Regions from separate parts of the Mus musculus genome. Here regions 2 and 3 are each linked to region 1. The links are chromatin contacts, called in public HiChIP or PLAC-seq and promoter capture Hi-C maps. All regions are on one chromosome and are shown on one strand. Each heading gives the region's core, a stretch centred on a gene start, on an enhancer-like site or on the middle of the called end of the contact. The rest is flanking DNA. Distances are from core to core; before and after follow the strand shown. Region 1 holds the start of Ect2 (ect2 oncogene). Region 2 overlaps Fndc3b (fibronectin type III domain containing 3B). Region 3 overlaps Fndc3b (fibronectin type III domain containing 3B).

Region 1 (4,836 bases), core at 670-3,169:
TTTCTTTTGACCTCCAAGTAACTCCCCCCACATACACACTCCGGAGTAGGGATTCAAAGATAGAGGACTGTGCCTTATTTCACCAGGATCTGCACCCTGCTTGGTACAGATTGGCAGCAATCATCTCTCACACAATTATCTAAAATGCTTCCTGTCAGCATTTCCTCAAAAAAGAAAAAAACAGCACTTCCCATAGAGTGTTTTCTATATTAGGCTTTCTTTACACCCATCTATTATATCTGACTTTCTTTATATTTTTATGTCTAAAGATGTCTGGGCCTCACAGAGCCTGGGCTGGCCTGGAAGTTGGTATGCACCCTAGAATGACCTTGAACTGTAGCTCCCCTCTCTGTGGTGATGGGATTACATCATTCCTCCCAGCCCCCAACTCTGACAGGCTGTGTCTATCCCTTATTCATGCTTTCCCCCAAGCAAATACTTTCTTACACTTAATACAGATTTGCCGAGTAAATAACAACCTGCAGGTGAAGATAGTATCTCTTGTTCATTTCTCACCAAAGGGCTGCCCTCGCTGTAAGAGGCTAAGCTAGCCTTCCTGCACTGCAATCCTACACTCTCACCCAACAGACTGGGAAGCTAGCTCTCCTCGGGCAGGGCACAAAGGAGGCGGCTGCCTTCTACTTTAGTGAGGAGAATGCTTGGAATGCCAGACACACCCCAGTTTAAATTGCAAGCACACTTCTCTGGGCAAGGTCCAGGCCGATTTTTCCTTTCTTCCACTCCAAAGGCTAGTGCGGAATTCTAGTGATTGGCAGGCCATAGATACTGGTAGGCAAAAAACCCTAAAAACCAACCAACCAGACAGACAAAACTATAGATTGTTTTACTCATTCTATGAACTCACCGTAGACTTGTCGAACTGCTTAGGCTGTCAAGAAGTTCTTTTGGTTTTAAAGTAGATTTTGGGCTTAAAGTGAGTTGGCTCAGTGGTTTAAAGCGTTTGTTTCTCACACATAGGCCGTGAGTTTGATTTCCAGCACCCACCTGGTGGTTCATCATTCTCTGTAATTCCAGTCTCTGGGGATCTGGCCTCCTCCTATGTCCAAGGACAGCAGGCACTCACAAATGCACATACGTTCAGGAAAAAATAATATGTATAGGCAAAAAGACACATAAAATTTATCAATCTAAATTTCAAAAGTGCTTTAAAAACCTCTTAATGAGATTTGGGGCCTAGCAACCGATCCAAACACTTGGTAAGGTTTTGAAAGTGAAAAATAATTGTTTTGAGTCCTGGTCTCCTATAGCCTAGGCTGGTCTTGTCCTCCTTAGTACAGGCTTTGAGACCACACCCAGCTAGAAGTGTATGCCTAGGCGACTGTATTATAGAACATTCCATCTAGAAACAAATTTCAAAATAGCAATACTGATCCCAGGGGTAAAACAATCCCTTCTTTTCTAGACTTCCAAGCACAGTCACTAACATTCCTAAGCTGGGAGTTGGGGTGGGGAGGGAGCAACCCACCCAGAAGCAGTTTTGCTTCAGGAGATTCTAAAATCTCCTTATACACTTTTTTATATTAATTACTCAGATGCAAGCTTGTCTTCAAAAATAAAATCTGGTTAGTAGTAAGAGCGGATCGGTTTGCGGTGCTTGGTACTTTTTCTTGAAGTTGGAGGTGATGGCAGAGAGACCGTTCATCAGGAACTGGGCTGTTTACGGAGTAAACAAGCGGTAACCACAGAAACACCTGCTGCATCCAGAGGCGCTGCAGAGCCACGCCTCCTCAAGCCCACATCCGGGCACTCCGCCGACGTTCGCACGCTCCAGCCGTTTACCGGATTTGAAACACACTCACAACCAATCAGCCGGCGCCTCCCGAAGGCAGACGTTGGGATTGACCAATCGGCAGTCCGCCCGAGGTTCCAGCCTATCAAAAGGAGGTTGACAGAGCGCGCCAATCAGCATGGCTCTTAGAGAGAGCGACTGGATTTTTTTGAATCGGAGGCGGCAGCCTCTCTCGAGCCATGGCGGCGCCTGTGAGGGGGAGACTTAGTGTTTGAGAAGGATAAGCGAGGACTGCGCCGTCGTGGTTCCTTTTTAAAATCTCTGAGCGTGGTGAGGACTGCGGGGTGAGTGGGGGACGGGAAGGGATTCGGGAACCCGGAACTGAGCACGGGCCGTGGCGACCAAGGCCGGCGCCCCCGCCGCGGTGAGCTCCCACGGCTGCGTACCTGTCTGTCCCGCTCCCCTCCATCCTCCTTCCCCACATCCGCCTCCTGTCCTGCCCTCTGCTCTCGTCCCGGCCCTTCCTTGCGGGAGGCTGGGCTCTCTATCTATTCTGCTTCTGTCCGGCGCCTCAGGGTGAAGGGCGCAGTTGGGACCGGGATTTTGGCCTCCCGCCCGCCCGCCGCAGCCCCGAGCTGCCTTGATTGTTTTGTGGTTTCCCTCTGGAATTCCTGTAGAATTCCGATTTTCAATTTTTAAAAATATAAAACACAGGCCGCCCCGCCCCTTCCTGGCCACAGATGTGTGTGGTTAGCGGTTAACTTAGCTCCCTCAGTTAGACCCGGCTAGGAGTCGCTGTGTGAGCAACTTCCTTAGCCACAAACTGGATATGACAGTGACATTTGTCTTTTAGGATGGCTGCAAGCGTTAAAAAGTGGCAAGGGAAAGATTTAAGATAGTGACTAAAATATTGAGCTCTAAGTAAATGAGAATCGCTAATTGCACTGTTATCAATAACGTATACACTATTGTAGTTTGGGTTCCTTACTCTGGTGTGACGTGTTTATGGAAAAAAAAAAGGTTTATTTAAAAGAAAAGCTGAAATGACTATTTGTTTAAAAGAATCCATGTGTTTGTGAGACAAGATCTCAGGTACCCCAGCATAGACTTGAATTGTGGAGCCTAGGGTGACAAGGAACTCTGTCTGCCTCTACCCCCTCTTCTGGGTGCTCGGATTACAGGTGTACTTTCACCTTACCTGGTTTCTGAGGTGCCCGCGGATGACTTCATGCACACTGACTGCAGCTGAGTCACATCCCGAGTCAAAGATAGATTGTTTTTATGATCACGATTCCGTTGTGTTTATTTTTAAAAGGTCTGTAGAATATGTGAAAAGGAAGAAAGTGACCTGGTGCACTTAAGTTTGCGGTGATGTTGGGTGCTAGATGCTGGTTGTATCACTAGTGTAGCGTGTAGCTCTTTTGCTGTATATTATGGAGCTGTTTTGGTAATAAATGATCTGTGTATTTAAGCATTTCCAGTGTTTTGGGGTGTAGTGAGAAAGGGTTTAGTTATGTATCTCCTCCCTCTGTTTTGTGGGTGCTGGAATTTTAGGCCACACATTGTCAGTTGTTTGGTGATTTTTTTTTTTAAGAGGATCATGTAAACTAAAAGTATCCTTAAAGGTGCATTGTAAAGCTTTGGCACACAGTTGCACATAATTGTAGGCTGTGTTACCACACTTTTCCCCCTTTGGACTGGGAGATTGAAAAACAAATAAAAATACATGTTTTTTTTTTTTCTCCTGGAAAAAAAAGCAAACATGGTAGTGAACACTTCAGAAGGCTAAGGCATATTTGTTTGTTTGGGCAGGGATGCACTATAGCTCTGCTGGTCCTGGAATTCGCTGTGTAGACTAGACTGGCCTTGAACTCAGAGCTCCACCTGTGTCTGACTCCCAAGCTCTGAGATTAAAAACATGTGCCACTATACCTGACTCTTAGTTTTTTTTTTTAAAGGGGAAATTTTTTTTTTCTAAACATTGAAAATAGTTCTCTCCCTCCCTCCCTCCCTCCCTCCCTCCTTCTCTCCTTCTCTCCCTCTCTCCCTCTTTCCCTCTCCTGGTTTCCCCTTCCCCTCACTCCCTCTCCCCCTCTCATCTCACAGGTTCAAGCTTCTCTAATGGCTGATCAAGACACTGATTTATGGGTATCTGGCAGAATGTTGATAGAAGTCATGTTGTAACATTTCTTTAAGTGACTTAGAGCCGTGTATTTTATCCTAGAGATGAGTTTTAGGGGAGGTAGGAGGGCTGTATGAAGTTGGTCATTTGCTTCTGAGTAAGGACACCATTGGAGCTCTCCTGTGGAGACTTAAAAATGATTGCCGTGGATAAGACAAACAATACCAAGTTATGAATATTGTATGAATGAATAGTTATTTGTCCTTTCAATACCTATTGAGTTTCTTTCCCAACCTGCATTTGAGTCTTAGTGCTATGTCTGCTTCCTTCATTTGGAAACTGAGACGAGACTTCCTGCAGAGTCTTGAGGAGGCAGAGTGGAGCCAGGAAGCAGGTGTCTGACTTAAGCATCTGAGTTTTACAACTCTGTGTAGGTCTGTACTGTGTACCTGTACACATAGACTCACCGCCTAGAAATGGAGAGTTGTACTTTACTGTTTCCTCAGGGCAGACAGCTTAAACTGTGTCTCTACTAAGAATCTGAGCGCTCTCTGACTACTTTATCAATCTGAAAAAGTGGATCAGACACTTTTGAATAAAGTGAGATTAAGCTCTGAGGTAAAGGTGAGACTGTTGGTTATATTTGTTTGATATTTAAGATATTTACTACCCACTCCAGTTAGGTATAGAACCCAGGGCCCTCAGCAGGACTTACCCCTGAGTTACAACAAACTCAAGCTCCATACTTCAATTAAACTTTCTCTCTTCCCTACTTGCCTAACTTTCCAGTTCTTAGGTCCTAGAGGTCGAAGAGAGCTTTCTTTCATAGTCCAGATTTATAATGGTACTAGTTTATATACATTTGTCTTGTCAAGTCTTGGAGATGTTTGGGAATTAATATAAAAATGGCAGCTTACAGTGTAAGCTGTACAGTGATCTATGAAAGATTCTGAGAATCCACATA
Region 2 (4,836 bases), core at 1,673-4,172, 320 kb before region 1:
CACTGCCAGAGCCTGTGAGTCAAAAAGAAAGGCGGCCTTTCAGGTTCACTGGCTTGCTTCCGTTCATAAACTTGGGCATGCCCCTGCTTGTTTCCACGGCTCACTCTGAGTTCATCTGAGGGCAGTATTAATCTTTACTAGAATGTGAGACAGTCTCGGAGCACAAACTGTGCAGACCAGCCTTGGGCTGCTTCAGTTGGCTTGGGGTTGGACATTCCAAGCCTGGCCTGCCTCCTTTTCTAAGTTCTACGACCCCTGCCCACTTCTAGCCATATGGTGCCAGTTCAGGTACTGACCCTGACCCTCAAACTCCTGGTCAAAACTGCTCTCGAAGAAAAGGACTTGGACTTGCCAGCGAGCTGGCTCCTGTTGATGGCACCTACAGACCTTCCCAACCCAAAGATCCCAGCCCTGCTCCCTTTTCCTGTCCTCGTGGAAAGAGAAGGACTCAGCTCACCTTCTCAGCCCCGCTGTGTGCTTTTGGAAGCCTGGTCACCACAAGGGTATCTGCCATGGTTCACCGGGCCTATGGTGCACACCTCACTCTCTGAATCTGGGCCCGCAATTGCTTCTATTCCTGCCCCCACAGTCTATGGGAGCCACCATATGAGGGAGCACAGAGCACAGGTCACATTCGCTTGCAGTCTTGGAATGAGAGTGCATGCTACACTCTGCTCTGCGCGGTTCCTCTCTGAGGAATGGCAACAGCCTGCAACTTGGATTTGCTTTATACTCTGTGACGTCTAGAAAGCTTTAATTCCTGATCCTCTGAAAAGCTTGAGTACCTGATCAAACTCAGCGAATACTGTTTCTAAAATTCCATTCCAAGTTCAGTCAGCTCTTATCTTAGTCATGTTGGGGAGGAAAGGGTTTATTCAGCTTACACTTCCACATTGTTCTTCATCACCAAAGAAGTCAGGACTGGAACTCAAGCAGGTCAAGAAGCAGGAGCTGATGCAGAGGCCATGGAGGGATGTTACCTACTGGCTTGCTTCCCCTGGCTTGCTCAATGTGCTTTCTTTTCGAACCCAAGACTAGCAGCCCAGGGATGGCACCACCCACGGTGCTCTTCCCACCCACCCCCAACCACCACCACCACCACCACCACCCCCCACCGCCTTGGTCACTAATTGAGACAATGCCTTACAGCTGGATCTCATGGCTTCATTTCCTCAAGGGAGGCTCCTTTCTCCGTGATAACTCCAGCTTGTGTAAAGTAGACACACAAAACCAACCAGCACAGCTCTCAATCTTTCTACATATTCCTAAGTTCTATGTACATCATAGCACATCTCAGGGGTTGTTATTAAAGAAAGCTTGGAGCTAGAGAGAGCTCGGCATTTAATATCATTTAGAAGACCTGTGTGTGAGTGCTAGCACCCCCACCAGATGCCCCACATCTGCCTGTAACTCCTGTCTCAGGGGATCTGATGCCCTCTTCTGGCCATAGCAAGAACTGCAGTCACATCCACAAGCCCACCCTATGTAAAAGGAAAAATAAATAAGAAAAGTTTGGATAGTTTGTCCATAGAGGCTGGGTTGCTGCTTTTTAATGTCAGGGCAAATGCCGTGCGGGATCTGGGGCATTTCCATCTCCAGCTCTCTAGTGATACCTTGAAAAGAGAAATCTACCTTCTGGTGATTAACTACCCTTAACGTTGTAAACGGAATGGCTCTTGCACAGTGAAGCAAATCAACTAGTAAGGAAGAGGCCGACTTGTATTTACTGGCTATAGTTCTAAGTACCAGAAATGGGCAACGGAGGCCAAATATAGGCACAGGAGAAATGAGGCTCTGAGGGGAACCCACACAGGCGTGGAAGGGAAAGCAACTCAAGGGCAGGGTGTGCCTTTTTCAGCCTGTTTGCTCTGGGTTCACAAACAGGGGAGGAAGGCAGGCAGATCTCACTGCTGCTAAGATGACTGACTGTGAGCACACAGGATGCACATGTAGTGTAACCGGACACTGGCCAGAACTGCTGATGTACACAGAGGCAGCATCCCCATGAGTAGATCTACTGTATCAATCCACGCATCCAAGGTGAAAGCCGGTGCCAGTCACCAGTGTACCAGCCACACAGTGGCTTTGCTCTGTCATGCTGGGACGTGCGTGCTCTTACCTCCACCCGTCCACCCTGCACCTCAAGGTGTCTGAACCCTTGGCAGAGTGAGCTTTAAATCTTACAGATCATCAGGGCTTCCATTGAGACAGTGCCCTCCTGGCTGGGGAGGAGACGGGGAGCTGGATTATAAATGGGATTTACACTGCTGGGTGGATACTGCGTGTTTATGTTTAGTCTGTCTGCTCTAGTGTGTTTCTTCTTAATTACATGTCACCTGAAATGTGTTTCAGCGGTCTATATTCAGAGCCTGCTTACAGAAAAGAGATTCTTAAATTGGCTTAGAAGAAAACTGCTGGCTTCCTGCTTTAGGAAGTAATTTGCGAGTTTCAGACATACTCCTGGAGTCTCTGGACCTGGCGAGAACATTCACTCTGTTTTGCCTTTGTTAGTTAATAATGTGAGGTGGTTTGGTTCTGTTTTAAACAGGGTCTTAACCATGTAGCCCTAGCTGGCTTCCAACTCAATATGTAGACCAGGCTGGTCCAAGATTTTTGGTGATCATCTTGCCTGTGCCTCCTGAGGGCTGGAGTTGCCGGTGTTCACCCCCGTGCCTGGGTAGTATGTTTCCTTGTTTCATGATCGACCAATAAGATAATATTCATTGTGAGTGGAAATGCTGTTCATAAAACTGCTCATATGAATTTTTATGTCTCTGACCATGGCCCAGCTTAAATGGTCTTTTTCCTTAAATGTAGAACCATGAGACCCCAGCCGCAGACCTGAGTCTAGAGTCTCAGGCTGTATCCCAGCTCCCTCAGGAGCCTGGTGAGGGAGAATCACAAACTCAAGGCCGGCTTAAGGACCTTTGGTGACTCTGTCTTAAAATGAAATGGGATGAGGGGGTTAGGAGTGAGTCAGCAATGGAATGGTTGCCTGTCATGTTTGAAACCCAGGGCTCAACCCCGAGGACAAAAGACAGACAGACTGACAGGCACTCTACATGATGACAGGTTTTCTTTTTACACAGAAGAACTTGAAAACTCTTCATAAGAAACTTAGAATGAATACATGCTTATGCGCACGCTCTCTCTCTTTCTCTTTCTCTCTTTCTCTCTCTTTCTCTCTCTTTCTTTCTCTCTCTCTCTCTCTCTCTCTCTCTCTCTTTCTCTCCCTCACTCTTTGTATGTGTCTCTGTCTATCTGTCTGGGTGTGTATGTGTGTGTGGGGGGGTGGGGTTAGATATAGGCATTCAACCAATATTCCAAGTCTTATCAAACAATGATAAGTCCTTCTGCAGAGTTTGAGCTGCTCCTGATGTGGACAGGATGACTCAAAGGCTTGTGGCCAGTATTTAGGAACCAGTAAACAAACAGCTCACCATGGCCACCGTGATGGGTGTATCCAGGGGTTTGAGCCACTGTGACAGAAGAGACAAGACAAGCAGGGAGGCCAGCTGCCCAGATGGGGGTGGGGTGGGGTGTGAGGATTCCTGAGAAAGGCCAGGCCACTTCCGAGGTGCGATCCTTAGCTCTATGCAACTCTCCCTTGTTCAATGGCCACGGCCACCCACGCAAGTGAGGAGCATCTTAGTGACCGCAGTTCTTATCTGCCACATCGCCTTTCCTGCCACATCGCCCTGGGACTGACCTTCATCCTATGCTATCAACTAAACCCTGTTAGACGCCCAAGTCCGAAGGGCTCTGGGCCTCGTTGGCAGGTCTGTGTGGCTTTTGTGTTTAGAGTGCACTTCCATGTGGGGTGCTTCATGTTCAATGCCGGTTCCTCGGGATACCCACCTCCTGTTGTCTTAATTCATCCAAACTAGAAATTTCAGCTTTTGTTTAAAATATTCCTTCATTTTCTTATGGTAATTTGTTTTTTGGTTTTTGGGTTTTTTTTACAATTGTATACATTTGGAAATGTCATGGCAAACCCCCATCCATCCACACAGTAACTTTAAGTTTAAATGATGAATGAATGAATAAGCGTAGTGATAATAAACAGGTAGATGGAGAGTGCTATGTTCTGGGTGAGTTTCGGGTAGATGAACAGTCTCTGTGTCCTTCCAGGGAAAGAGAAACAGTGGTTTCAGACAGTGTTTCTTTGGAAGCCAGAAGCACTGCAAACTGACAAAGCTCTGTCCAGCCATGGGCTACACGTTCAGGCTCGCTGCTCGGAACGACATCGGCACCAGGTATGGCGTCTCCTTTTCTCCTTGCCTGTCAAATGTCAGGGCATGGCTCTGGCAGTCTCTCACATTGCTTGAAGGTGTGAGGATGCTGCCTCTGCACGGAGCACCTCTGAGAGCAAATCCTGAGGTGAGAGAAGGCCTCTGAGGTGGCCGGCCTAGCTGGACCTCTCTCAGCCTCACTGCTGTCATGGGGGAAGGCAACAGGAGAGCTTTGTAAAGGAAGCTGCCCTTCCCCCAACACCTGCTCCTATTCCACCTCACTTTGGGGGGTGGGGTGTAGGGGGCTAGGGGGGGTTTGAAACAGGGTTTCTCTTTGTAGCCCTGGTTATCCTGGAACTCAGTCTGTAGACCAGGCTGGCCTCGAACTCAGAAATCCGCCTGCCTCTGCCTCCCGAGTGATGGGATCAAAGGCATGCGCCACCACGCCCGGCTTCCACCTCACTTTTAATGGGACAGTCCTCCAGAGCCTTCTTTTTCATTTGTGTGACTGTTGCTGATACTGAGGGCTGCTGAGCAGCTATTATCAAGTCGCAGAAACAGAGAAAACCTGGACTGCCTCTGCTACAGATGTCTCTATGCAGGC
Region 3 (4,836 bases), core at 1,434-3,933, 300 kb before region 1:
TGTGTGTGTGTGCATGCATGGCGGGAGTGAGTGAGTAGGAGTGTGCCTGCGTGTGCATGTGACTTTTTGACCTTATACAAGGAAATCTCCCTTTGACGATCGATTGCATCATTTCCAGTTGTGGAAGTGGTCAGAGTTGAGAGGAGGCTGAGTGTCGCCCTCCCTCCTTTCCTTTGTGGGTATTGGTTTATCCTGGGGTCTGGTGCTCTCATCTCGGTGTAATGACTAACTACAAACGTCTGCCCTGCAGAGCCCTGCGAGCCCTGGTGCCGACATCTCCGAATACAGGTTGGAGTGGGGAGAAGATGAACAGTCCTTAGAACTCGTTTATCATGGTCCAGACACCTGCTTTGAGATGCGAGATCTGTTGCCTGCTGCACAGTATTGCTGCAGACTACAGGTAGGTGAGCACCCGACTCTACTCCCAGTGACAGATATTCACTGGAAGGTATTTCAGGAAAACAGCTGAAGGCTATAGAGGAGGGATCACAAGGGAAAGTCCTCTGAAGGGCCGGGCACATGGCTCCCTCAGAGCAGTGCCTACCACACAAGCATGAAGACACGAGTTCAGACCCCCAGCAGACTCCTAACAGTTGGGTGCTGTAGTACTTGTCGGTGGCTCCAACACTGGGGTTGGGGGGTGGTAGATACAGGTGGGTTCCAGAGAGCTTGTTGGGCAACCAGTAGCCAAACTGCTGAGCTCCACTGTCAATGAAAGACTTTGTCTCCGGAAGTAAGGTGGAAAACAGAGGAAATACACCTGATGTTGACCTGGGTCCTACACATACGCACACACATGTGTGCACACACACAGCGGGCACATCTGCACACATACGTAACTCCTTGCACACACTAGGTGTTTCACAGATGATTTTATCTCTTCTAGGAGGTCATAACATGTTAGAGAAAGCCCAGGATCTTCTCTGCTTGTCTTCTCAGTAGCACGATGATCCACACTGTTCTCAGAGCACTGGACAAGCGACTAGACCCAAGGGGCGGGGCTCCCACTTCCCAGGACAGATGCGTTCCGATCCCACTTCTGTGAAAGCAACCTGGAACTGGCACACAGACAGGAAACTGATATACCGCTGTTGAGCACACGCTGACTCTGCTTCCTGTCTCCACTTACACAGTCCAGGATCCCGCTCCTGGGATAGTGCCACCCCTACACATAAATCTATTGTCCCCACAGTCAGGCCCCAAGGCCACGTTCCTAGTGAGGTCGGGTCTTTCAAGTTGATCGTTTACTGTATCAAGACCATTCCGGGCTGCTTACCTTTAAGCTTCTGTCTGGGAGCACACACTGTACCATCAGGAGCACTGGTTCATAGTCTGACCCTAAGATTATTAGTTATCACACATATCCTTTACATTATTAACTTGGGTTTTCCCTTTTATATACATACGCTCAATATACTGGGACTCCCAGGTCAGTATCCGTTTCTTCCCATGTATTCAAAAGTGACTTCTGAACACTGCTTCTTTGGGGCGGAAGGATGCTCAGGGGAGATGGAAGGATCGTCGCCACAGGTGCTGCCCTGAGGCAGCCTGTCTTGGAGCACATTTCAGCTTCAGTAGATAAAGAAGCTCATGTAGCCGTGCTCAGGCCTGCAGCAAGTGGCGCAGGAGACATATACTTAGTGTCCTGGCCTCCTGGCAGAGGTGTTCCCTGTGTAAATTAATTTTCCAGATGAACCAAAGCCTTTTCTCTTGTGTTTGGGGGCCTGCTTCATCATAAACATTTCTCATTAAATGCCTTTGTTGGGCAATGCCCTCTGTTCCTTTGTGAATGGGCCATGCGTGGTGTCATTAGCCCTGTGTCAATGAATGCAGGTCACAGCACATTATCTGATCCCATGTCAATGAGGCTGAGTCACTGGAGGAAGGTACAGGGAGCAACCAGCACATTGCTGTCCGTTAGAGCCCTGTCCTGTGTTTCCAGAGCCTCGCCGCTTTAGTTCTGTGCCCTCTGCCTCCCTCTTTCCTGTAGGATCATGTTTTTGCTCAGTATTGACTTCCCTAAACTATGTTTTAAAAGACACCACGATCAGAATAGAACCTGCAAAATAATAGCCCTGTGTCTCTGGGTTGGCAGTCAGGGGTAGAAAGTGTTTTTAAATGCCTGTGCTTGTCTGAATTGAATCAGACCCTACCTGTGGCAGGAGGTTAGCACTTCTTGTACCTCCATTACTGGGCTGAAGAAAGGCTGCCAGGAGCAAGCCTCGCCCATCTGCTGACTTCCTGTCACCCGTGAGCTATATAAACACTGCAGATTGCGGTCACTTGACATTACCTTGTGGTCAAGCCAACCCTGAATATTCTTTTGAATTATTTGACATTTCAAAATATCATTTTCATAACTATACAGTTTGGTATTTAGCCATTTCTTGTTTTGCTCAGGAATTTGTGACTTGTTCCTTGAGGATATCTGAATTAAGGAGTGTCATGTCATTAAGAAGTGTCAGTGTGCCGCTCCCCGCTGCCCCAACCATGCACACACACAAAAGAAATACCAAAGAGGCACTTGTCATGGCTGTAGTACTGTTTAGTAAAAGCTGATTTTACGTTTCCTTTGTAAGCTCTGAATTAGAAGTCTGTAAATCAAGAGTCTTCGACACAGCCAAGCCTGCTGTGGGCAGAGAGAGCGACAGTGGGCAGACCCCTGGGGCGGAAAGGAGCAGGGCTGGGAATGTGGGTGGGTCTGATTAGGCCTCAGTGGTTCACAGTGCTGTCCTGAGGATACTCTCCAGGTCGGTTCTGCCTTTCAACTTTTTTTTTTCTTTTTAGATTTTATTTATTTTTATTATATATGTTTGAGTGTTTACCTGACTGCTTGTCTGTGTCCCGTGTGCATGCAGTACTCACATGGGCCTGAAGAGGGACTATAGTTACAGGTAGTTGTGAGCTTCCCCATGGGCCCTGGCAAGTGAACACAGGTCCTCTGGAAGTGCGGCCGGTGTGCCTACCCACTGAGCCGGCTGTGTCTCCAGCCCCAGTCGCCTGGTTTCTTATCGTTACCCTCAAGCAAGTGAAAAGTGGTTTCTAGAGGAAGCAGATGTTCCTTTTCCTGTTCCTTTTCCTGTAGTCCTTCTGTGAGCCTAAAACTAGCACAAATAAGTTTAGAAAAATTGGGGAACTGCTGCTTTGTTGGCGTTTTCCCACTGGGGAGTTAAGGTGCCTGGTGTGGGCCTGGGTAGCTTTCCCCACACTTCCCCTGCTAAGCAGTACAGCCTGGACAGTCATCCCGTGACTCAGCGTTCCCACCCCATCTGCTCACTGAGGGACCAGGCCGCAGACGACTGTACCTGTTAAATGATGCCCTGGAGATCTGAGCTGAATTCCCACTGTGAAAGCCTTCTCCCTCCCCGCCCACTGCCAAGAGCATCCAGGCTGCCACACAAGGCTTCAGCTGCAATCTCCAGCACAGCAAAAGAACAGAAATTAAATTAGATCTTAAAATATAGATTCATAAAATAGTTTGTTAGGCTAGAGTTCTTAGGGGAAAGGCTGAGGGGGTCATAATGAAACAGTACTATCTCAGAACCTTATCATCCAGAGCTAGTGGGGGTTCGTGGAAGCAAATATCCTTAGTCTGTCTTCTGTTTTGGGTGCTCTGTTGGTCTTCAGTTAATAAATGAAAGAACCTTAAGCTTTGTTTTAGGCCCTAAAAATTAGAATTTATCTCCCTAGTTTTTCTATTTCTCTGGATTAAATGAATCTGGCTTTTATCTTTTGAAAGAAATGTTTCCTTTCCCCGAGTGTATCAGTGTTCTACATGTGTGTGTATAAATGCATCACATATCTCCAGTGCCTCCTGAGGCCAGTAGCCAAATCTCCTGAAAGGAGAGTTACAGCAGACGTGGGTGCTGGGAATCAAACCTGGACCCTCAGCCACAGCACCAACTGTCCAGGCCTGGTTTTCCTCTTGTTATAAGAAAGCTGCCAAATATTTTATTCTTTGAAAGAGAAGAATATTTGTATAACATTTAAGGAGCATGTCTTCCATAGCAGGCGTTGTTTGAGTTGTCACGTTTTACAGTGAAGCAGGCACACAAATCCATTAACTATGTTAGTGATGAGCTGTGAGTGACGATGGGAAGGGACCATGGAGGTTGGGATAAGAAGTGATTACACTTAGATGCTCAGCCAGACTTTGTAGGGAAGACCTGAGATGAACAGTGTCAGGGAGAAAGGCTGGGCATGAGGAGCAAAGGCACAGGTCCTGGGCGGGCATCAAGGGGTGCTTGACGTCCGTGAGGAGCGTCCAGGAGCCAGTAGAGCCAATGACATTAAGAGCAGTGGACGAAGAAGTCCAAGAGCTGTTGGGTGTGTCTGAGATGCAGTGACGGGCAGCATACAGCTTCTCTCTGTGCTTCTGTAATACAGGGCTTGCATCTTCATCCTGAGTAAGGTGGAATCCATCAAAAGGGTCTAAACTAAACTCCCTGACTCCTGGCTAGAGAAGGGAGCTCAGGGTAAAAGCACATAGTGTTCTTCCAGTGGACCCGAGTTCAAGTCCCAGTCCTGGTACAGCCACCTATACCTCCAGCTGCAGGGATCCAACTCCCTCTGACCACGTTGGTCACATGTGTACACATGTGGCATATACTCAGATACATACATGTAAATAAAAATGAAAAGCAGAGTAAGTCCTGACTTGCATCTAATCTCTGAGTATAGGCTCTAGGGCAGAGTCTGTGCAGATACCAGGGAGGGTAATGACACTACCTAGAGAGAAGGTAGGTGGGTTAGCCTGACTTCTGATATTTTGAAGGGCAAGACATGGTTATGAGAGGAAAACAGGTGTCCCCAGGAACTCTGTGCCCCAACAGCCTG

What was found. Promoter capture Hi-C pulls out the DNA fragments that hold promoters and counts their contacts. HiChIP or PLAC-seq counts read pairs in DNA pulled down with a chosen protein or histone mark.
Region 2: an H3K27ac HiChIP or PLAC-seq map of extraembryonic endoderm stem cells shows a contact between it and region 1. The contact joins the enhancer-like site here to the promoter of Ect2 in region 1. A contact is called at or near these places in 1 of 39 promoter capture datasets (pre-B cells), 1 of 484 Hi-C or Micro-C datasets (embryonic stem cells), 3 of 115 datasets of contacts at active chromatin or transcription factors (DN3 thymocytes, extraembryonic endoderm stem cells and memory CD8 T cells) and 1 of 9 other capture datasets (liver).
Region 3: a contact with region 1 is called in a promoter capture Hi-C map of the HPC-7 cell line, with 2.6 times the contacts expected there. The contact joins the enhancer-like site here to the promoter of Ect2 in region 1. A contact is called at or near these places in 4 of 39 promoter capture datasets (the C10 cell line, the HPC-7 cell line, embryonic stem cells and 1 more), 1 of 484 Hi-C or Micro-C datasets (embryonic stem cells), 4 of 115 datasets of contacts at active chromatin or transcription factors (DN3 thymocytes, double positive thymocytes, memory CD8 T cells and 1 more) and 2 of 9 other capture datasets (adipose tissue and liver).

What each region holds. Positions count from the first base shown.
Region 1 is chr3:27,150,961-27,155,796 of GRCm38.p6, reverse strand. It overlaps Ect2 (ect2 oncogene), which reads left to right and starts at 1,919. Exons shown (of 24, transcript NM_001177626.1): 1 at 1,919-2,094. 1700125G22Rik (RIKEN cDNA 1700125G22 gene) reads right to left here and starts at 1,771. Exons shown (of 3, transcript NR_040548.1): 1 at 1,487-1,771; 2 at 866-1,057.
Region 2 is chr3:27,469,642-27,474,477 of GRCm38.p6, reverse strand. Fndc3b (fibronectin type III domain containing 3B) reads left to right here. Exons shown (of 26, transcript NM_173182.3): 12 at 4,132-4,256. Among named protein-coding and RNA genes, the nearest start is that of Gm32738, 10 kb to the left of the region's middle. Within about 2 kb of position 2,922, at least 15 of the 459 cell types and tissues checked have an H3K27ac peak or open chromatin away from gene starts, as enhancers often do. A contact at or near this core is called in extraembryonic endoderm stem cells, where this site is marked.
Region 3 is chr3:27,452,013-27,456,848 of GRCm38.p6, reverse strand. It overlaps Fndc3b (fibronectin type III domain containing 3B), which reads left to right. Exons shown (of 26, transcript NM_173182.3): 21 at 251-400. Among named protein-coding and RNA genes, the nearest start is that of Gm32738, 28 kb to the left of the region's middle. Within about 2 kb of position 2,683, at least 42 of the 459 cell types and tissues checked have an H3K27ac peak or open chromatin away from gene starts, as enhancers often do. A contact at or near this core is called in the HPC-7 cell line and memory CD8 T cells, where this site is marked.